Linked DNA regions of Mus musculus: regions 2, 3, 4, 5, 6 and 7 are each linked to region 1. A link is a contact called in public Hi-C, HiChIP or PLAC-seq and promoter capture Hi-C data. All regions are on one chromosome and are shown on one strand. The core of a region is the stretch at or near the end of the contact, and the rest is flanking DNA. Distances in the headings are between cores, read along the strand shown.

The links. Promoter capture Hi-C pulls out the DNA fragments that hold promoters and counts their contacts. A called contact is a pair of places that touch in the nucleus more often than the background predicts. HiChIP or PLAC-seq counts read pairs in DNA pulled down with a chosen protein or histone mark.
Region 2: a contact with region 1 is called in a promoter capture Hi-C map of the 3T3-L1 cell line, with 6 times the contacts expected there. The contact joins the enhancer-like site here to the promoter of Ube2e3 in region 1. A contact is called at or near these places in 10 of 39 promoter capture datasets (the 3T3-L1 cell line, 3T3-L1-derived adipocytes, the C10 cell line and 6 more) and 1 of 9 other capture datasets (macrophages).
Region 3: a Hi-C map of Sertoli cells shows a contact between it and region 1, with 2.1 times the contacts expected there. The contact joins the enhancer-like site here to the promoter of Ube2e3 in region 1. A contact is called at or near these places in 3 of 39 promoter capture datasets (3T3-L1-derived adipocytes, the HPC-7 cell line and hippocampal neurons), 2 of 484 Hi-C or Micro-C datasets (Sertoli cells and cortical neurons), 5 of 115 datasets of contacts at active chromatin or transcription factors (astrocytes, bone marrow-derived macrophages, embryonic forebrain and 2 more) and 1 of 9 other capture datasets (macrophages).
Region 4: a Hi-C map of cerebellum shows a contact between it and region 1, with 2.9 times the contacts expected there. The contact joins the enhancer-like site here to the promoter of Ube2e3 in region 1. A contact is called at or near these places in 15 of 39 promoter capture datasets (the 3T3-L1 cell line, 3T3-L1-derived adipocytes, the C10 cell line and 11 more), 2 of 15 datasets of contacts at CTCF or cohesin (large pre-B cells and pro-B cells), 14 of 484 Hi-C or Micro-C datasets (Sertoli cells, cerebellar granule neurons, cerebellum and 9 more), 13 of 115 datasets of contacts at active chromatin or transcription factors (the 230-238 cell line, astrocytes, craniofacial prominence and 10 more) and 2 of 9 other capture datasets (adipose tissue and liver).
Region 5: a promoter capture Hi-C map of second pharyngeal arch cranial neural crest shows a contact between it and region 1, with 5 times the contacts expected there. The contact joins the enhancer-like site here to the promoter of Ube2e3 in region 1. A contact is called at or near these places in 7 of 39 promoter capture datasets (the 3T3-L1 cell line, cranial neural crest, embryonic stem cells and 3 more), 8 of 115 datasets of contacts at active chromatin or transcription factors (astrocytes, cardiomyocytes, craniofacial prominence and 5 more) and 1 of 9 other capture datasets (macrophages).
Region 6: a contact with region 1 is called in an H3K4me3 HiChIP or PLAC-seq map of embryonic limb bud, with 4 times the contacts expected there. The contact joins the enhancer-like site here to the promoter of Ube2e3 in region 1. A contact is called at or near these places in 8 of 39 promoter capture datasets (the 3T3-L1 cell line, HPC-7-derived erythroid cells, cranial neural crest and 5 more), 5 of 484 Hi-C or Micro-C datasets (cerebellar granule neurons, cortical neurons, muscle stem cells and 1 more), 12 of 115 datasets of contacts at active chromatin or transcription factors (astrocytes, bone marrow-derived macrophages, craniofacial prominence and 9 more) and 1 of 9 other capture datasets (pancreatic islet).
Region 7: a promoter capture Hi-C map of hippocampal neurons shows a contact between it and region 1, with 2.1 times the contacts expected there. The contact joins the promoter of Cerkl here to the promoter of Ube2e3 in region 1. A contact is called at or near these places in 4 of 39 promoter capture datasets (the 3T3-L1 cell line, the C10 cell line and hippocampal neurons), 3 of 115 datasets of contacts at active chromatin or transcription factors (bone marrow-derived macrophages, embryonic hindbrain and embryonic stem cells) and 1 of 9 other capture datasets (macrophages).

What each region holds. Positions count from the first base shown.
Region 1 is chr2:78,867,651-78,870,500 of GRCm38.p6, reverse strand. Ube2e3 (ubiquitin-conjugating enzyme E2E 3) reads right to left here and starts at 1,454. Exons shown (of 6, transcript NM_009454.2): 1 at 1,096-1,454; 2 at 1-44. The coding sequence starts at 16.
Region 2 is chr2:79,595,860-79,598,709 of GRCm38.p6, reverse strand. It overlaps a transcript of Itprid2 not described here. Among named protein-coding and RNA genes, the nearest start is that of Gm46751, 38 kb to the left of the region's middle. Within about 2 kb of position 1,414, at least 40 of the 459 cell types and tissues checked have an H3K27ac peak or open chromatin away from gene starts, as enhancers often do.
Region 3 is chr2:78,213,349-78,216,198 of GRCm38.p6, reverse strand. No RefSeq gene overlaps it. Among named protein-coding and RNA genes, the nearest start is that of Gm14461, 23 kb to the left of the region's middle. Within about 2 kb of position 1,503, at least 3 of the 459 cell types and tissues checked have an H3K27ac peak or open chromatin away from gene starts, as enhancers often do. A contact at or near this core is called in Sertoli cells and cortical neurons, where this site is marked.
Region 4 is chr2:79,497,693-79,500,542 of GRCm38.p6, reverse strand. No RefSeq gene overlaps it. Among named protein-coding and RNA genes, the nearest start is that of Neurod1, 42 kb to the right of the region's middle. Within about 2 kb of position 1,397, at least 4 of the 459 cell types and tissues checked have an H3K27ac peak or open chromatin away from gene starts, as enhancers often do. A contact at or near this core is called in cerebellar granule neurons and cerebellum, where this site is marked.
Region 5 is chr2:78,245,807-78,248,656 of GRCm38.p6, reverse strand. All of the region lies in intron 1 of Gm14461 (predicted gene 14461), which reads right to left. Among named protein-coding and RNA genes, the nearest start is that of Gm14461, 9.7 kb to the right of the region's middle. Within about 2 kb of position 1,471, at least 9 of the 459 cell types and tissues checked have an H3K27ac peak or open chromatin away from gene starts, as enhancers often do. A contact at or near this core is called in second pharyngeal arch cranial neural crest, where this site is marked.
Region 6 is chr2:78,274,657-78,277,506 of GRCm38.p6, reverse strand. All of the region lies in intron 3 of Gm14461 (predicted gene 14461), which reads right to left. Among named protein-coding and RNA genes, the nearest start is that of Gm14461, 39 kb to the right of the region's middle. Within about 2 kb of position 1,501, at least 3 of the 459 cell types and tissues checked have an H3K27ac peak or open chromatin away from gene starts, as enhancers often do. A contact at or near this core is called in embryonic limb bud, where this site is marked.
Region 7 is chr2:79,427,609-79,430,458 of GRCm38.p6, reverse strand. It overlaps Cerkl (ceramide kinase-like), which reads left to right and starts at 1,471. Exons shown (of 13, transcript NM_001048176.1): 1 at 1,471-1,757. The coding sequence starts at 1,568.

The sequences.
Region 1 (2,850 bases), core at 205-2,704:
GCCTGTCACTGGACATCTTGGTGAACTTATCTCTGGGAAAACTTCTAAGGAGAGAAGAGACCCATGGAGAAACATTAGATCTTTAAAAAAAAATAGCAGCATGCACTTCTCAATAAGCACCTTTGAGAGTATTTTATTGAAAAGGATTCGAAAGTCCCTGTACTTAGGGTGCAGCACGTTACAGGGAATCTGATACGTATCATAATTTATAATGCAGGCGTTGAGGGATTTACCAAAATGCAAGTTGGAAAACCCACTCACATTTTTTTCCCATCCCTTGGACAATCTATCAATTGTCTACTTTCTCAGAAGGCATGAAACAGATTTGCCAGGGAACTTGGGCAACGGGCATTAATAACATATGACAACTGTAAATAACAGATCTCGCCGAGAATGTTCAGAAGTCACTAATACCGTCTAAATATTTACAGGCTGACACCGGTCTGAGCGATCAAATCCTCCTTCCCAGAGGAAAAACATACCCCGTTAGTCGCCCATATGCTTATTTACGGTGACGGGGTCCTCCCGTGCGCACCGAAAGCCTTTGAACACAGCACTCGAATTTAAAAAAAAAAAAAAAATCAACTGGCAGCCGCCCCACAGCCGTCCCCACGGCCGGCGGCGAGGATTCACCGGGCCGAGCCCGAGCTGCCACCCGGGGAAGGGCAGGCTCCAAACTGCACCTTCTGCAAAGCTCCCGGTGCCATCGACGTTCCCCGCTCAATTCCTCCCTCACCGACCGACATTTTGTTATTTTAAAAAAAAAAAAAAAAATCCGCAAAGCGGCCAAAACCCCGAGGGCAAAACAAACAAACAAACAAAAGCCCTCCCCCACCCCCCACCCCCAGAAGTGCAACAAATTGGCGCGGCCCGCCCCGGGGCGAGCACTGGGCCACGCAGCTCCGCGGTCCTTTGTGGGGAGGGCCGCGCAGGGGACCGCGCCACTGCGCCCGCCCGCCGGGGGATGCGGGACCCGCCGCCCCGCGCCGCTGACTGACTAGCGCGGCGGACTGAGGAGCGCGGCGCCCGGCGCGAACAAAGCTGCCGCCCCCGCCCCCGCCGCCCCCCACGCGGGCCCCGGCCCCGCCGCCTTACCTCGGCCGCCCGCCCGGCCCGCTCGTGCGCCGCTACGCTGTGGGGGAGGGAGAGCGCCGAGGAACCTTCCTTGAGGAAATGGAGGCAGCCTGGGGGGGGCACCGGGGGGGCGGGAAAAGAAGCCGCCGCCGAGGCTCCGGCCCGGGAGTGTGGAACATCGAAAGTCGCAGGCGGCCGTGCAGTGCCGCGCTGCGGCCGGAGGGTGGCGCCGCCCCGCGCTCCGGGAGCCACGGTGGGGTGGGCGCTCTGCCGGCCGAAGGCGAAGGCGCAGGGACGCGGGAGCCCCCCGCGCGCTCAGCCTCCCGCCGCTGCGCTCGGCTCGGCTCGGCTCGGCTCCTCCCGGTCGCGCAGTCAGCAAGTTCCGAGCGAGCGGGCGGGCGGGGGAGGGGCGGGCGCGGCGGCGCGCGTGCTCGCTGCTTGCCTGGCGGAGGGGGCGCGAGCGGCTCCCGCGCGCCCCCGCGCGAGCGCGCTCCCGCTGCGCCTTCTTTTTTTTTTTTTTTCCGCCGGGTGGGGGGTGGCGGGCGGGGGGTGGCGGAGGTTGGGGAGCTGGGGGGCGGGGGGGCAGATGCGCACGCGTCCGCCCGCGCGCGGCCGGGACAAAGAGCGCGGCGGGGACCGGCGGGCTGGCCCCTGCGCCCTTGGCCGCCGAGCTCGTACTGGAAGAGGAGGACGAGGAGGCGGGGGCGGGGGCGCGGTCTCGCGGGGCCGCGGGTGGCTTCCGGCCTGAGCCCGCCTCCGGGCCGACGCTGCCCAGTGGACTACCCGCCCCTGAGGTTAGGGGCCGGCGGTTACCCCGGGAATCCCGTACCTGAGCGAGAACCCTGGCGCGTGACTGGGGCTTCCCCGGTGCCCCGAGAGGCAGGCGATGAATGGTGTTATTGAGGAGGCCAGGCACGCAGGCAAAGGAAAGCTGCTTCTGGCCCCTCTGAGCTGAAGGAAGTAGCAAGGTAGAGTCCTGGGCTTCTGAGCGAGGTGAATAGGATTTTGAGACCAGGGGACCTACCTCGGCTAATCTCTGGCTCCCGTCCTGCAATGGCGCTGCCAAAAGGGGACTGCCCTCTGGACGCTTTGGAAACTTACAAAATCCCAAACTGTGTTTTAAATGTCCCGCTCAAGATGTAAAAAGTGGAGTGAGGAAGTTTAGGGGCAATAACCCGATGTGTCTGGCGGCGGGCTCTGCTTTGCGAGAGAGAGAGAGAGAGAGAGAGAGAGAGAGAGAGAGAGAGAGAGAGAGAGAGAGAGAGAGAGAGAGAGAGAGAGACCACTTCTGGATAGAGAAGCCATGGAGGGACTGACTCTATATGACACTGTCCTCATTAAAAGTTTTAGATAGGAATCAGGAAGGTTGCTGGTTTACTCCTGCCTTGCTTTTTGCGGAATCTTCCAAGTGGAGTCCAGTTTTGCCCCAAGCACAAAATAGACAGAAGTCCAGAAACTTCCTGTTTGCCGCTCCTGAGACCATGTTCCAGTGATGGAACCTCGAAGGAATTTGTGCATTCCTCTCTCAAGAGTGTTCAGGGCCAGGGGTCCTGGGAGGAGGAGTTCACAGAAGAAACTAGAATGGCGGAGCCATAAGACATGAGCCAATGCTCAAGAGAAAGGAAAATGAAAAGAAGTGAGCCAACATACTATTTTTCCTCCAAATAGAAGAGCTTTGGTAAAAAAAAGAAAAAAAAAATACTCGAAACTATAAATAAGTCACATCTGTAACGTTTCAAAGATACAGATTCAGTGAACTTACACAAGCGAGCTATA
Region 2 (2,850 bases), core at 165-2,664, 730 kb before region 1:
CAACAACAAAAAACAAACAAACAAAAAAAAACCCCTCAGATCAGTTGTCTCAGAATACAATGAGGGGAGGGGAGGGGAGGGGAGGGGAGAGGAGGAAGGAATATTGACTATTGGCTCACAGAACAAGTAGGACAACATATGGGGTTTAGTTTTTAAGTCTTTGGGCCAAAATCAAAATCACACTTACAACCTTGGTAACCAGAAAGAATCCTGTTCCTGGAATACTTGTAGAAACCTGAGTTAGTCGTAAGCTTCTTAGGAAAGAATTCATCCTTTGTTTGATTCTGCAGTGATTCCTGATGAGAAGGGCAAGCAAGACCCACTCACGGTCAGAGTAGCCAGAGCTGTGCTGTAACTGCAGGTATAAGTATCCCTTGGAACCTTAAACAATCATTGGTTGCGAATGATTTTATTCTGTAGGCAGTGATCACACGAGGCCTGTCCTTGCTGGGTCTTTATCTCCTATGCCAGTTGGTGTTAGCACAACCGACTTCATACACAAGCTTGTGAAACTCAAAGCAGATAGCACTGATGGAATTTCACGGTGTAGATGAGTCAAAGCGGGAATTAACCTAAGTTCCTTTTCGAAATCTCATCAATATTATTCAAAAATAGAAATGAAGGGAACTGAAATGTTAATATTCCAGAATAAAATAATTCCACTCAGTTTAGGCCGTTTGGTCATTTCAAAGTCCAGCTTCTGGTGTTCCTTAAATCAGGCTGCTCACCTTTCCCATGCCAATAAATCTGTTACTGCCTATGGACAAAGATAAAATTCCTCTGTAATCTACTTTCACAAATAGGCTACTGATCAAAAGCTCCATTCAGCACTTTATTAAGATTTTACATTTTATGTGGAGATGAAAAAAAAAAGCTTTCTATAGCCTAATGCCAAGTTCTGCTTCCTGAATTATCTACAACAAACAGCATTAAAATACAACATTTAGAATAGTATCTGGACTCTTCCTGACATTCCAGAGACATACTTGAAATCACTAATGCCAGAAGAAGCTAAAAACAGTGAAGGAAATTACAGAAGTGTTTGACTGCCATCCAAAAGATTCTAACAGTTCACTCAAAAGAAAAAGACTCTCCATTCTACAAGCATCGAAGGCTCTGTGCCAAAGAAGGCTAAAGATTTTAATGGACTGGCAAATATATAGCAAGCGACAAAGTAGTTTTGATCAGTACTAGAACTTTTTCTTTATATTTTCAACTGCTTCATAAGAAAAATTAAAGAAAAGAACCAGGAATGGTTTTTATATGAAGGGCTCCATTCCATCAATCTTTTATAGCAAATAGGGCCTTTCAACACTTAAATCCTGGATTCTCAGGTCTTCCTCATGATCCTGTCTCCACTGGAACACAGGGAACAATTCCTTGGCTTATGAATAAGCATGAAATTTGACACCCTTTCTTTCCCTTTTCAGACATGACTCATTGCTCTTGATGTAATCCCCAAGGTCCTGAGGCTCTTTAAAGCACAGAGACAAAAGCAACATCTTTAATTCAAACTGGTTTACCCAGAGAATTCTGATAGTTCTTCTCCACTGACTTCTTATGCATTATAAAACTAAGTGCTCTGAGTGTCTTGCCTTCCCTTTCTCTGGGGAAATAGATGCCTAAAAGTTACAAAGGGAACAAGACTGGTAGGAGTTGAGTCCAGCTTATCAGTTCTACTTAGCCTCTCATTATCTCCAGGATGCTATTGAACTCTACCTTTGGGAGTATTTTATTTTTAAGGTTTGAGATCTTTTTTTCTTCCAGACTCATCTGCCTTTGGGTACAAAGAACAAGTGAAATGAGGTCTTTCTTAAAAGCCAGTCTCATTTAAAATCTGACTCCTGCTGAGTAAAAATTACCACTCCAACCCTTAGATTTGAAAGGTGCTGCAGTTGATTTAAGGGGTCTTGAAATACCAGAGTGAATTTTGTGGTCTTTCAAGCAATATTCAAAATTTCACTTAGCCGTCATCGAAAATACAAAACAATGAATAAAAGCTAAGGCTATGTTACTATTCTAGAAATACTTGATCCCAAGAGAAACCATTTCTTGCTTTGGAAGATGACAAGAGTGAAGGTTAAACAATCTTTTTTTTTAAGTTGAAAGAAAGAGAGAGAAAGAAAGAAAGAAAGAAAGAAAGAAAGAAAGAAAGAGAGAGAGAGAGAAAGAAAGAAAGAAAGAAAGAAAGAAAGAATAGAAGAGAAAAGAGAGAAAGAGAGAGAGAGAGAGAGAGAGAGGGAGGGAGAGAGAGAGAGAGAGAGAGAAAGCCAACAGAAACAACCGACCGCTCCATTGGACAAGTTATTTCAGCAGATGTTCACTGTCCCAGGGAAAATTCACCCCTACTTTGCAGCTTAGCATTTGCACATTTTGAAGCTTAAATATTTTTTCATTTGAAGTGAACCATATGGTCTGAGTGAGATTATAAATACAAGTGGTTACATTTTACTAAATAAGTACAAAGCAAGAACACCAATAGCTACTACCCAGATTTCTTTTATTTTTTTCCCATATTTTATTAGGTATTTACTTCATTTACATTTCAAATGCTATCCTGAAAGTTCCTATACCCTCCCCCCACCCCACTGCCCCTACCCACCCACTCCCACTTTTTGGCCCTGGTGTTTCCCCTGTACTGGGGCATATAAAGTTTGCAAGACCAAGGGGCCTTTCTTCCCAATGATGGCAAACTAGGCCATCTTCTGCTACATATGCAGCTAGAGACACGAGCTCTAGGGGTACTGGTTAGTTCATATTATTGTTTCACCTATAGGATTGCAGACCCCTTCAACTCCTTGGGTACTTTCTCTAGCTCCTCCCTTGGGGGCCCTGTGTTCCATCCAATAG
Region 3 (2,850 bases), core at 254-2,753, 650 kb after region 1:
TGTGGGAACTGATTTAAAGGAATATTTCATTAACCCATTCCATATTTTCTGAGTTAGAAATCTTAAAACTCAATCAGGAACCTACACTTTTATAAAGCCCTCTCTCTAAACATATAGTTTTTCTTCTGCAAAATAAAATAAAAGACTGAGCGACAAAGCTTTAGAACAGTGCTCCCAGGTGTTGACAAATCTCAAGAATCAACCACCTTAAAAATAAATAAAAAATAAAAAAATAAATAAACCAATATGATGCAGCAAGTTTATAAAATAGAGCCTTAGGCAGATTCAGCCAATTCTTCTTTTAAACAATTGACAGAGGCAAGAAGCAGGAGCATCCCTTCCCCCCCCCCAACATGATCATAATTTTACAACACTATTAATAGTGTTTATGCAACAGGAAAGGAAAAGTGAGAACGCAGGTTGTTTTGGTGAGATGTTTATGCTAATATTTTCTCACACTTAAATATTTTTCTCTTTCCAAACAAGCTACTTTATTATAATTAATATTTTCCTCCAAGCACATCTTTTTGGCATTTTTATTCATCAAAGATCATCAGATTACATAAGCCAGATATTTAGATCCTTGGCATAAACTCTTAAAGTGGAGAGAACCCTTCACAGTTTTTTCTTAGCAACCAAGTAGGAGACACTGACTCCCATAGAACCTATGTGAGCAGACTGAAATTTCAGAGAACTTAAATGTCTATGATTAGCAACCCTCATAGACCAGTGACATGTCTCCAACATGGTGATGGAGCACACATGTCTGCAGTCTGATTTTCATCTTCAGTAAGTGTGTCCTTAGAAGACACTTCACTGCTTCTCAGTGTTCTTGTCATTACAGGAGGAGAATGGACTGGACGATCTGTCCTGATGAATTTAACATTTTTCTGGGAGCTTTCAAATGACCAGGGGAGGTAGTTTTGCAGCAAAAAGAGTGTTTTGTGGAAACTTGCTTGGGTCTAATAATGTAGACTGATGTATCGTGGGTTCGCATTTGCAGGGTCTTTTGTGACATTTATCCCAACTGGAGGAATTCATGGTTTTACAAGCTAAAAATATAAGCAGGATAGAGAGAAAAGAAAGAGAGAAAGAAAGAAAGAAAGAAAGAAAGAAAGAAAGAAAGAAAGAAAGAAAGAAAGAAAGAAAGAAAGAAAGAGGGGGGAGGGAAGGAGAGAGAGAGAGAGAAAGAGAGAAAGGGAGAGAGAGGGGGAGGGAGAGAGGGAGGGAGAGAGAGAGAAAGGGAGGGAGGGAGAGAGAGAGAAATGGAGAGAGGCATGAAATAGATGAGAATGTGGAGCAAAAACAAACAAAAAAGGCTGTTTTGTAATGTGCAATGGGGTTTCTAAAAAGAGCCCCAAAGTCTTCATTAAAGTCTATAAAATTCATAAAATTCTCACTGCTAGTAGGAAAAAAAAAAAAACCCTGAGAAGGCTCAGCTCTGCACATGAATGACAAGGCAGCATTCTCAAATGTAGCAGCAGACAGAATGAGGGGCTTGACGAGGTTGACTGCCAAGAATTTGCTGCAATTACGGGAAGCATGCCGGCCTTGAGTTGGGAGCCTTAGACTAAGTTTGTAACAACTCTCAGGAGACGAGGGAGCTCATGATGACATCTCTCGTGTCTGAGCATGCTAAAGATCAAATACGAACATGGCATTGGGAACCCGAGAATTTACATGCGGATGAAGAAGGAATAATAGCTTCCCTGTCAAATGAAGGCTTCCACATCAGTAGAAAAATAGGAACGTGTGGAATAGAACATCACCATACCTTTAAGATGTGACCAGAACTGAGAACGTGAACACAAAGCAGCTGCAACCTAAAGCAACACGCTGAGAGTGTGATGCGTGTAAAGCAGACGGTCAGGACCATCAGCTGACAAAACTGGGTAATTTAGACAGACACCATTTGTGGAGCAATGACACAAAAACTACTTTATTACTGACCTTTAACATATTTACCTGTCTGTGGATACTGTGTATGTATGGACTTACTATAGGCATTCTATTGAACTCCCTAAAGGAATTTAAAGACAAACAGTAACATTTTTTTTTTCAAAAACTCACTAACTGAGGGAAAGCCTTGGAAATCAGCAAGTTTAAAAGAATGAACAGCAACAACGACAAAAATGTTTTCAATTGACCAAAACACAGATTCAGTAGCTGGAGCATCTTTGGTTCTATTTTAAGCATGACGTCAACACCCAGTAAGTCGCACACAGAAAACAATATCTAGAATGCTTTGGAGAGCAGAAAGAGTGCTTTGAATGCAGTAATCAGTAAAACCTGGACAGAATGGAACCGGTAGTCTGTTGGTTTCGAAGCATGAACTTCAACACGGAGGCAAAGAGGTGAGGGTGTGCTTTGGCCCGTGGGAGGAATATAGAGATGATTAAAGGAAAAATAAGAAAATATCAGAAGCCTGCTGTGCCGGATCTACCTGTGAGACAGGACAGATTGCCTCACACCTAAGTGTCTATTTTTAGATTATAGACTGAAAATTAATAATATCTACCCTACTTTCTTCACAGGTGCATTAGAGAAAGTAATATCATGTATCTAGAAGTAATGAAATCGCTTAAAATTTCACACAAATATAACTTCATTTTCTACTGTTATTTTGGGCTACTAACCTCCATTTTTTAAGATGGATAATCTTTTGATGTACCAAGGCAGATTTTGTTGCAGTTTATTTTAGATGGCATAAAACGAAGCTCTAAATGTGTCTGTAGACATTAACTTGCATTTCACAGAATTAGCTTGGCCCTTGGAGCTTGCTTTCCTCTGCATCCTGTTAGAGCCATTTTCACTGGCGCTTACACCTGCTGATTCCTGACCTCCATGCTG
Region 4 (2,850 bases), core at 148-2,647, 630 kb before region 1:
AATAACGACTGCTTGAACAGTGTGAAATATGTTTCTGTCCCTTTTTTAGTGTTCTAAGCATGTGTTGTTTGCTCCATCTGCAGAGACTATGGCTTTTCATCTCTTGACTTGATTCAGAACAGACTGTGATGAGGCAAGGGCAGTTCCTCTAGTTGTGCAAATAGCAGTCTTTTGGAATTCCGGCCTCTTGAAGGTTCCTACTCTCTCAAATCTCTAGACATTCATTCTGAATTCTACATGGCGGGGAATTGTCCCAGGTTGTCTGCTGCCCTCAACTTCAGTCCTTCTGCTGAGGTTATTAGGTTGCCTTTGACTGAGGCTTAATTTCAGGACTGGGCCACAAGGGAGGCCTTCCATCTAAGAAGCAGGGGGAAGATTTCATCAAGATAGTAAATTCTAAAGAGATAATTTGGGGGTTAGAACTTACCTATCTGGATTCAGCATATGAGACCATAGCCAAATGATCGTGTTCCTAAAGTGTTATTTTCCTCGTGTGGCTAGCCCTTGGTGTAATAGTGATTTCTTATTCACAGCCTTTCAGTCTTCAGGTCGAGCTTGGATACATTTATGAGATTACATCTTCTAAGCCAAAGTTTCGAGTGACTTCTTTTCTAACGTTTATATTCCAGCATTTGAAAATCACGAGTTAGATTCTCCCTGGCTCCTATTTAAACCAGAGCAAAACTCCTGCAAGCAAAGCCAGAAGGTGCATAGAGGATGAGCAAGAAGGCAGAAACCCTGCAGCCACACTGCCTTAATTTCCTCTTGCAGTTTTTTTTTTTTTTCCCCAAGACCAAAACCTGTTTTTCAGAGTGCAGACACTAAACTAGAATGATTATTTTGAAGGCAAATCTGCTTCCATTTTTTTTCCTGTTTTCTGTGTTAAGATTCAGTTCTTGTGAGACAAAGGCTCGGTTCGCACAACTTGACTTTGGAGAAACACTGCTCTCAGCTTAATGACTGAACAAGATGGAGTCAGAGTTGCTGGATGGAAAGTTCCAGTGTAAACCGCACAGTCAGCTTGGCTTAGGAGGCTTTGCCAAACTGTCCCGAAGATGGCGCCACGTGCTCAGCTTTAGAAAAGCCCGCATCTTTCAGGCTGGTGTGTGAAATCGCCAAGCTCAGAAAAGGAACACAGATCTGCAGGGACTGTGGCTTAGAAATAATATTCCTCGTTTAAAGTGTGAAGATTAAACAAATTCACCTAAGGAATAATATATGATTGGATTATGTCTCTATTTTTTTTTCATTTGGTGGACAGTGCAGAAGAAGAAAATGCAGAAAAAAAATTCTTCTTTGAGTTAAATTGATGCTGGGCTGGCTCCAAGAGACCCAAGACATCTCTGACCTTGTTATTCATGCTGGGTTCAGTGTCAGTGGCATGACCATGGATCAAGTGGAGTGAGCCAGAATGAAATGATGAATGAAATCTTCAGTCTTCTAACCTCTCCCATCATGATGCCACATCCAGTCAACCTAAATATCTCCGGTGTGTCCACACCTTTCCATTACCATAGTGACTAGTGCTGCTGCCTGCCCCCTGGACCACTACCGGATGGTGATAACTGCTCCACTTATGCAGCATCCTTCTCTCCAAGGGCTCTCCAGTCTCCATCAAGAGTGATCTTCCAGAAATATAGACCTGATCATTCATTCATCTCCCTGTTGGTCATCCCTGGCTCTCCAGTACTTTCAGGTAGATCCAAACTCTTAAGTAACCTACAACACCTTTTGCAATATACCTGCTCCCCGTTTCCTAAGCTTCAAATTGCCACCCCATTCCTCTTGTTCTCTCCCTTAATCATGAACCTGCTTGTCAACCCCTAGTGTGTTTTAACGCACCCGCCTCTGCTTTAGCAATAGCTGCAGCTCACGGCTGTCCTAGTGACAGACAGTACCTAGTCTCTATTTACCCTGCTCATGGGTGTGATTCCATCTCAACATGAACATTGTTCCACTCTGTAAAACCCCTAGAGTGTATTAGATCCCCAATCTGTGACTTCAAAGAACCCTGTACTTTCTTTTTTAAAATAATTATTCCAAATAATTACTTGCTATTTTTCTTCTGATATATCATAATTTCTATAGCAATTAGAAATGTTGTACACCTTTTTTTCCTAATTATAATTTTATTTATTTATTGTCTTAAAGTTTCTATCACAGAAATGAAACACCACGGCCAAAAGCAAGTTGGGAGGAAAGGGTTTATTGGACTTATACTTTTTTTCTAACGTTTATATTCCAGCATTTAAAAATCACATGAGTTAGATTCTCCCTGGCTCCTATTTAAACCAGAGGACAGGAAGTCAAACAGGACAGGAACCTGGAGGCAGAAGTTGATGCAGAGGCAACGGAGGGGTTCTGCTTACTGGCTTACTCCTCATGGCTTGCTCAGTCTGATTGCTTATAGAACCCAGGACCACCAGCCTAGGGATAGCACCACTCACCATGGCCTGGGCCAACCCAACCCTGCCCTCATGAATCACTAAGAAAATATCTTACACTGGGCTCTTATGGAGAGAGGCATTTTCTCATTGGAGGTTCCGATATCTCAGCCTGTGTCAAGTTGACAGAAGACTAGCCAGCACATCTTCTTATTTGTGTGTGGGCTTATGCTTGAGTGCTAGTCAGAGGTCATGTGCAAGTCAGAGATATTTTTGAGGGAATTTGTTTTCTCTTTCTACCCTGTAGGATCTAGAGATCAAACTTAGGTTATTCAGCTTGTGAGCAAATGCCTTTACCCACCAAGGCTTCTCACTGACCCACAATATTCTTTTTGTTGTTTTGTTTGTTTGCTTGCTTGCTTTTGATTTTCAAGACAGGGACTTAATCCTAGCTCAGGCTAGCGTA
Region 5 (2,850 bases), core at 222-2,721, 620 kb after region 1:
TCATCATAACCTTCGCTTTAAGCCATAGCAATGGTGGCCAATACTAGAGAAGTTGAAGCTTATGCATACTGAAAACAAAGCCTAACCCCCACTTCTAGTGACCCAATATAAGAATTATTTTTTAGTCACTTTTAAGTCTTTTATGTGGGACATTTACAGGTAAGTAAAAAATTAGAAGAAACAAAAATGAAGAAAATAGAGTTAGAAGATGATGAACTATATAGATGGAAGGAACAATAGACATGAACCAAAGGTTAGCTCTCCCTGGGGCTAGAAAAAGAGTGGAGGACTATGTTAAAAGCCATAGTAGGAAACGAGGCACCGTGCATGAGCAAATGAAGAATTTTTTTTTATCAGAGATGGGATCTGCTAGCTGGAATAAACCTTAAATGCAGATGCAGTAATAAATTTACTTCTAAAAGCTCACTGAATCTAAAGACAGATGAATATAAACCAGGCTCACTGAAGGAAAGTGGAGAGGGGGTAAACACATCATTGAGCTGTCGGCCATAAGCAAAGGTACCTAGAGTCACAAGAGAGGATGAGAAAGCAAGAGGGACAGAAGAGACAGAAAGACAAAGGCTATATTAAAAGAAACTCACAACACATATGACCAAGAATCAAAAACAAAAAACAAAACACAAAAAACCTAGGAGTAAGATAAACACCTAGTGAAAATTAAACAAAGTTAAAGTAAGTCCAAACATACAAGCTATGGTAGGCAGACTGCAGTGAAGCAGAGATAAAGAGGAAATCTCGCAGCTGCCAGGAGAGAGGTGTGTCCGAGCCTAAGAACATAGATGAGTAGAAGAGTAAACTTCTTGTCAGAAGCTATGAGAAGTGAAAGACAGCGGCGTGACATCTGTGAATCGCTGAAAAGAAAACAATTCTGTCAACCCTGAAAAAAAATATCTAGCAAAACCATCTCTCAAAAAACAAAAGTAAAAAATGTACTTTTCAGGCACATAATGTGAGCACTAGCTGAGAGACAGGAAAGAAACTCACGAGGGAATTCTTCACACGCACAGGGTGAGACACAATGGATCAACAGGAAGAAATGAAAAACCATGGACATGGAAAACCAAAAGCAAATAAAAAGAGAATTTTCTAGTTATAGATTGGCAAGAAATGATTCCCAGGAAGTCATCATGTTAACACTGTACTGTGAGATTTATAAGCGATGAGAGCCAGATGTAACAATAGCAAAAACAGACGAAAGGAATTTCCAACAGGCTTGGAAATTCACTGTTAGGAAACCCCAAAGCTGACTGTGACACCCACACCCAGACACAAATGGTGGCCGGGAAAGGCAAATGCCATTGGGAAGTGACAGAAACTTCAGAGCCATCCAATAGATTCAGTTACCCGAAGGAAACGAATCCATGAGCCGTGTATCAGAAACAAGACTCTTAATGGAAGACACACAGCCAAGAGCATGCTAGCTAGAACTCCATGTAGCCACTGAGGTGCAGCTCTTTGTGAACTTAGGGGAAACTGGCATGGAAAACCAGGATGAGAGATTTCCAGAATCCATCGGGGGAAGCTTGGAGCTCTCAGCCACCATGGCAGCTCTCAGGCCAGGCAAGGACAAGTTAGTGTTAGAAGGTTTGAAGCTTGAAAGAAGAGTGATGAGGAAGAGCCTTTACACATTCACAGGTGAATTCAGGTGTCCAGCAAACTTCATTAAGAACGTAGTAAAGGAAACAGGCATATTCTTGTCTTCATGGAGCTTATACCTAAAGAAAAGGAAATGTGTAGTGAATGTGTAAATGCACACAAACATTCTAAAATCAGAGACTGATGTAAGTACCATGAAGTCAAATTAAAAAATGTAACAGAAAGTGCCTTTTACTAGACAACATGGCCTGGCATAGTCAGAGAAAATGAGTGTGGATGATTAAGAAGGAGCCTTCCTATACTGTTTGAAGAAATGATAACTCAAAATGTTAGTGTTGAGGTCGACAAGGGTGTCTGGAGCCTAGACACCTGACCAGACTGCAGCTCCAGGCAAAGGCAGAATGTGAAGGGCTCAGGATCCCTGCCACACAGCCAAACATTACTGTAATGCAGACAGAAGGCTTTAGTGCTGAGAGTGGCCATAAATTTGGAACAGTTTCAATTCTTCAAATACTTATGTCTACATTGTATCTAATTTTCCAGCAAGACGGTTCTAAACAACAGCTGCCTTTGACAGGCCGACTCTCGGAAGCCATACAGATGTCTGGTTTTTACAGCCAGCGTCAACAATAATTACCTATTTAAGTGAAGAGAAGTCCTGACAAGATAATGATACATACATGACCAGTGACCCAGTATAGAAAATGATGACCAGGTGTTTGAAACTCCAAAGAATGTGGGGTATGTAAAGGTGCTCTGTTCCATCCCCGCAGGAGCAAAATAGCTTTAAGTTATTAAAAAATGATCCTATCACACAAGTGGCAGTTGTTATTCACACAAGGAACAGAGTATGTGTTTAAAGGGCAGAGCCTCAACACACAACTGTTGTACTGTTTCAGCACACAGTAGGCCCACTCTAGCTCCAGCACTAGCACACAGTGGGTCTGCTACATCTCCAGCACTCACAGCTCTGTTCATGGGGGTTTCAGGTCTGCTTTGTCCCTTAGGAACTAATTTCAGAGCCTGGTTCCTCAAGTTCCCACCATATTTCAGCCATCGTGACTTTTGTATGTATGTACCTCTTTGCAAGTATGTACCTCTTCTAAGCTCCATGTGCCTGCTACACCCTCTGTTTGGAAGTCTTCACCCAGGCATCGGCCCTCTTCACTTCTTCTCATTAGTCTCCTCATGTGATCTCCTTGAGGAAGTTTTCCGCGAATGCACTTTGCAAAA
Region 6 (2,850 bases), core at 252-2,751, 590 kb after region 1:
AATTGACTGTTTTATATATATATTAATAATTTTAGTGTTTCCAATATGTATTTGTGTAGAAGACTCTTGGTTTTGCATACCAGTGAACTATAATCTATTTAATCTACTTAATTTATTTATACAAATTATATTATATATGCATTATATGTACATTGTACATATATAATGTATATATTGTAATATATACATTATAATATTACATGTATACAAAAAGTACATATTATATTTAAATAAGTTTTGAATATTTTTTAATCAACACATAAAATATACTTACCATCCCTTTGAACCTAGACTAGCCTATCACTATCTTGACCCATCTGTACAGTGAAAGAGATGGTATTCCATCCTCTTTCTTACTTTTACAAAGATGGCAGCTTCTGCTTTGGCCTATTCTAGTTCCAAGTCTCCTTGTGAGACACTTACAGCCACGCTGAAGAGACCACACTAAAATATACATGTAATCATGTGGAAAAGACAAAGTATGTGAGCTCAGCCTTTGACCTATGGGCCTCAGTGTAGCAGGCTTTTGAGGAAATCCTCCTTCGTTCTTGTCAAACTTGCCAAGATACCAAGTGGACATCATGCAGTGACCCCAGAAGATAAACATCTTATAAAGGAGAAGAAGAATCCCCCAGCTAAGGTCTAATGGAATTCCTCTCAAATCAAATGATTACATATGCAAACTTAGCCCTAAATAGTACATGTCTATACCACCTCTAAAGCATTGGGGACATTCAGTGAGAAGCAGCAGCAGGAGTGTAGGAACCGATGAGAGGGACAAAGGAGCCACGTCCTAAACAAGACATGACAATCTGCTCACAAAATCACAGCAGCAGTGATTTTTCTGCTCAGATCCTATTGCCTTCTCCTTGGGGCTGAGGGAGAAAGTAGAGGCCCCAGCTCTCCTTAAGGACATGTTGACTGTTAAGGGCTGGTGTGGGACACTTTCTTCTCTGGTATAGCCACCTGCTAGTTCCACATGCTCCAGTAAACACTCTTCCTCATATGCTCATGTGAGCAACCCTAATAAATTCAATGAATCACAAACCCTTTTAAAAACCATGAAAATAGGAGGGGGATTTATTAGGGGCAAGCAGACATTTAGCAGAAGTGAGAGGGGAGTACGAGACTAACAAGAGTATATGATCCAGTTACATCAAAACTTATATGACACTGTCAGAGAATAAATGTTTAAAAGAAAAGACTTTCAAAGTAAATATGACAAGCAAAAGGTATGGCACGCACACAATAAAATGTGGAAATTCTCTTTCTTACAAAGAAGGGGTGCAGAAAACCGGTTACATAGAATTAAATGGTGGTGTAGAAGTACTTAGTTCGTGGGGGCATTCTAAATGCAGCAATAAAACAGATGAAACACATAGACTTAAAATGGGAAAATTCACGGGTATGGACAAACCATAAAATGACCCCATCAGAAGAACAGTGGAAAGAACGGATGTGGATGGTTACCCTGGGCAGGGCTAGGGCACCCCAGAGCTGGCCCAACAGAGCTGGAATCCTGGAATCCCCAGCACAGTCACCATTGCTTGGCTTCTGCTCACTGGCCTGAGGGATTTCTTTCCAAAGGCCATAAAATTAAATTAGAATTCACTGCTTAAGCGTAATGATTTCCTACTGTTTATGTGGGTTATCGTTTACAACCAACTGGCATTTAATCAAACCAGTATTTTTATTTCAGGACCAGAGGCCACAATATTGTGTATTTTCTCCATCTCCCTGGCGAGCAAAGCAGCTTCATGCAGACTGTGAGGGGATATCAAATTGTTTATGAAAAGCCAGCATGAAGTATTGTTTCCAAACATATTTACGATTTCACACCAACTTAGGAAGGATTTAGTTCATTTTGTTGATTGACACATAATTTTCCATTTACATATATAATAATAACAAAATCTGGAGGAAAAATGTAGGAATTAGAGGAACATAATCACATTCTGGTATGAATTTGCTAATAAAATTGGTCACATCCAGCTCGGATTCTGCCAGAAATAGGAAGAATACAGATTATCTGCACGATTGCCTATTGGAGCAAATCCTTGCTTTGGATCTTATATCCACATTCGTTCTCTTGCCCTTTGCTTGGTCCATAAGTCTCCCTCTTCCTTCCCTCTTTTCTTCTTCTGGAGTCAAGACTTACTACGTGTCTATAGGACCCTCCCATGGCATTCGTCTGCTCTGAATATCTCCTCCCTGTGAGCATTGACTACTTCTGGACCCTGACTCTAGATTCTCAACTAGCTGCAGTAAAATAATAAGGAAAGTAAATTAGTCATTACTTGTAACCATGTGGTCCTAAATTCCTCCTTTTGAAGTCTTTCCTCTATCATCAGACTGCTCATTGTCACCTGTGAACACCTATAGCTGTGTTAGTTCCAGATTAAAGTTATCTCAAATTAACATGCCTCCCCAAGTAACAGAAAAGAAGTTCCTGACGACAGATTCCTGATTCCCTTATTCCTCCCAGCCAGTGCCAAGCAACTAGAGCAAACTGTGCTTTCTTTGCAAGTGGGTAGTGGGCATTCATCTAGCAAATCCTGTTATATCATGAATTATCTGTCAAAATATTAAACAGAATCTAGAAGGGCTTTCATTCCTCTTTGATAAATTATAAACTGTGCAAATAAAAATTTGGAAACGTGCTAGTCGGATACTGTGAAGATAACATTTGCATATCATCTCCCACCATAGAGTCCTTCAATAGTACTGATGTTGGGCAGATTTCTGTCCATCAAACAACTGATTAGTTAACGCTGGGTGTGCAGTATCCACGTGATTGGAGCTATGCATAACCAATGTTTCCTAATAAACTGTGTTTCGATCAAGTCTATT
Region 7 (2,850 bases), core at 222-2,721, 560 kb before region 1:
GATCTGGTGGCACTTAACACATTAGAAGCCCTGAAGGAGACAACTCATCAGAGAGAAAGTGTGGGAGCATGGGCCCTATTGTTTCCATCTTCATGGCAAGACAAAGCCAATGTTTGCAACTCCTGGTCTTCCTGAAGCTTGACAAATGGCAACCTGCCCCTTTGTAAAGGTCCTAAGAAGTAGCCATTGCCTTGGCCTGTTTGCCTTGGCTCTCAGCAAGTTTTTAAAATGCCAGGGAGCTTGAGTCTGCCAGACAGCTGTGAACTCAGGATGTTAACTCTAGAAGTGAACTCTTCCTGGAACTGGCACAGCTCTTACCTACCAGTGGCTGCCTATGAGAGACTTAGTGGAAGATGGATGGAATCCTTAAGTAATAGTACAGAAACCCCAGTTTTAAATCACCCTTCAATGCCTGACCACCCCCTCATATAAGGACTTCACAAAACCTCTTTACTTGCCTAGTCTGCAAAAACACTAGGCTCTTGTTTTCTGATTGCAATTCTCAGCCTAAATCCTAGACTTTCAGAGGGAAGTATTTCTGGAACCTGGATTCCATCCCTGGAGATTGCAAATTGATCGTTTTGAAATGTGGCCAGGACAACTGGATTAAACAGCAACCGCCCTCCCCGGGCCACTCTATTGTGCAATCACAGCGGGAGAACTGCCCCTCCTACCAGGAGGAAGTTAACGGTGAGCTCTGGAGGCCTCCTTTTGCATGATGGTCAAGTTTGGGTGAGTAAGCTCTGCTCTTTGCAGTTTGCAGCTGTCGCATCCAGGTAGAGCTAAGGGATCCATACACTACACTATGGAGGTGATTGAAGGTAATATCAACTTTGTGAGGTGTACATTTGTCTATGCAAATCAGGGGTTTACTCTTACTCCTGGGCAGTCAAACAGATGTAGTCACACAGGTAATGTAGCTCCTTGGGGGAATCTCAGAGGACACCCCTGAGAAGATAGACAGAGCCTTGCGCACTGAAACTCCTTTGTGTCTCTTGGCCAGCAACTTCTGCAGTCACCCAGTAAGCAGATTCTTACTGTTCAATTTTATTTTTTTTTATTTATTTATTTATTTATTTATTTATTTATTTTTTATTATTTTTGGACAGTGTCTTACACGTGCTCCCGACGGCTGTAGAACGCACTATTTAGCGCTGGCTGGTCTGGAACTCAACTTCACCTGCCTCTGCCTCCTGAGTGCTGGAACTGAAGGCTTGTGCCACAACTCAGAATTTTGGATTCTCTTTAGATTTATCTGACAAGAACCTGCACTTCATTTAACAAGAGACTAGGTGATGCCTAAGCAATCCAATTTGGGGGATGCCTGGCAAACTCCCGGAGCTCAGCCAGGAAAATTCATACTAGCAGCATGGTCCAGAGAGGACAGTGGCCCTCTCTGGGGGCAAAAGAGAAAGCTCCCGGGGCTCCTCCCTTCCGCCCCGCCTTCCTTCAGGAGCTTTTGGTTGCCTTGGCAGCGTGGGACAAGGCCCAGGCAGTGGCTGTAGCCACACTTCCTTCCCACGAAGATTTCTGGTGGCTCCCCAATTCGGCCCAGCACCGCGTCACCATGTTCCGGGGGAGACGCAGGAGCCGGGTGGGCGCCCTGGAGGAGGCGCCTCCGGAGAACCCAAAGGCAGCTGCTGAACCCGAGCGGGTTTTGCTGCGTGGCATCTTCGAGATCCGGAGGGAAAGCTGCGATGTGGCGTTGGGCGAGCGGGCCCTGCGGTGGCGACGCATCCAGCCCGAGCTCCCGGCTGGTGAGTGGCGGCCCCCTACCTTCCCACGCCCCCCACACCCTGCTGCCGCCACGCCCTTCTGCCGCCACCGACACCCCTCTGACCCTCCGCCCCCAGCCTCCTGTAGGGGTTGTGATTGCAAACCAGGAAGTTGCAGTTCCCCTTCCATCGGGAACAAGTTTTGAAACCCGATTTTTAATGAATTTCTATAGAATATCACACCACAGATTTGTGCTTTACTTAAACTTACCTTCTATTGACTTAAAGTCTTTTTTCTTTTTTTCTTTTTCTTTTTTTTTTTTTAAACAAGAAAATGCGATGCTGCAATTTGCAGTAGAAATATTTCAGGTCGGCTTCAGTTAGACCTGTCTTGGAGAACAGTAGAATGTGGTTCACAGTCTGGTTTTAATTAGCTACGAGTTTATGAAATTAAAAACAGCTGATTCCCCCCACCTTCAGAGGGAAAAAATACTCCTTGTGCCACAGTCTGTCATAGAATGGAAAAGTCATTGTTTGAAAGTTTCTTGTCCAAACGTCTAACTAAATGAAACCATCCAGTCAGGGACCAGAATTAGTGAGGAGTGTGAATTCCACCTGAGCCACATGTGCAGTGCTGTTCACTCAAGCAAAGCTACTTTGGGCTTTAAGCAAAATGTTTTCACGGCCTTTGAAAGCCCAAGGTGAAGAAGTATTTCCCGATTCTTTAGATTCTTTAATATTACAAGCAAGGTGCAGGGATGTGGGATCTTTCTTTTAACCTGTAAATCAGCCTGAGTTGGGGAATATAAATGTAACTAGAATCTCGATTAGCCCAAGGAACCAATTTAAGCTACAAGCTTTTAGAGACTGCAGTGCAACAATACTGCACCCCACCCTCCCTTGTAGGTCACTGCTACAGCACAAAGACAAATAGTGACAAGAGGAAAGAAATCCTGTTTTGTAGTGAGTGGTGACTGAGGAAAAGGAGGTTTAATTAGCACTCCTGGTAATAGAATTTGAAAAGCTCTCATGACAGTTTTATTACTCCAAACTTTGCAAGTGTTTAATTTTGCCCTAAGACCCTTGGTTTTCTTTCTCTTCATACAGAGCACACTAGTTTTCTTTGCAATTAACA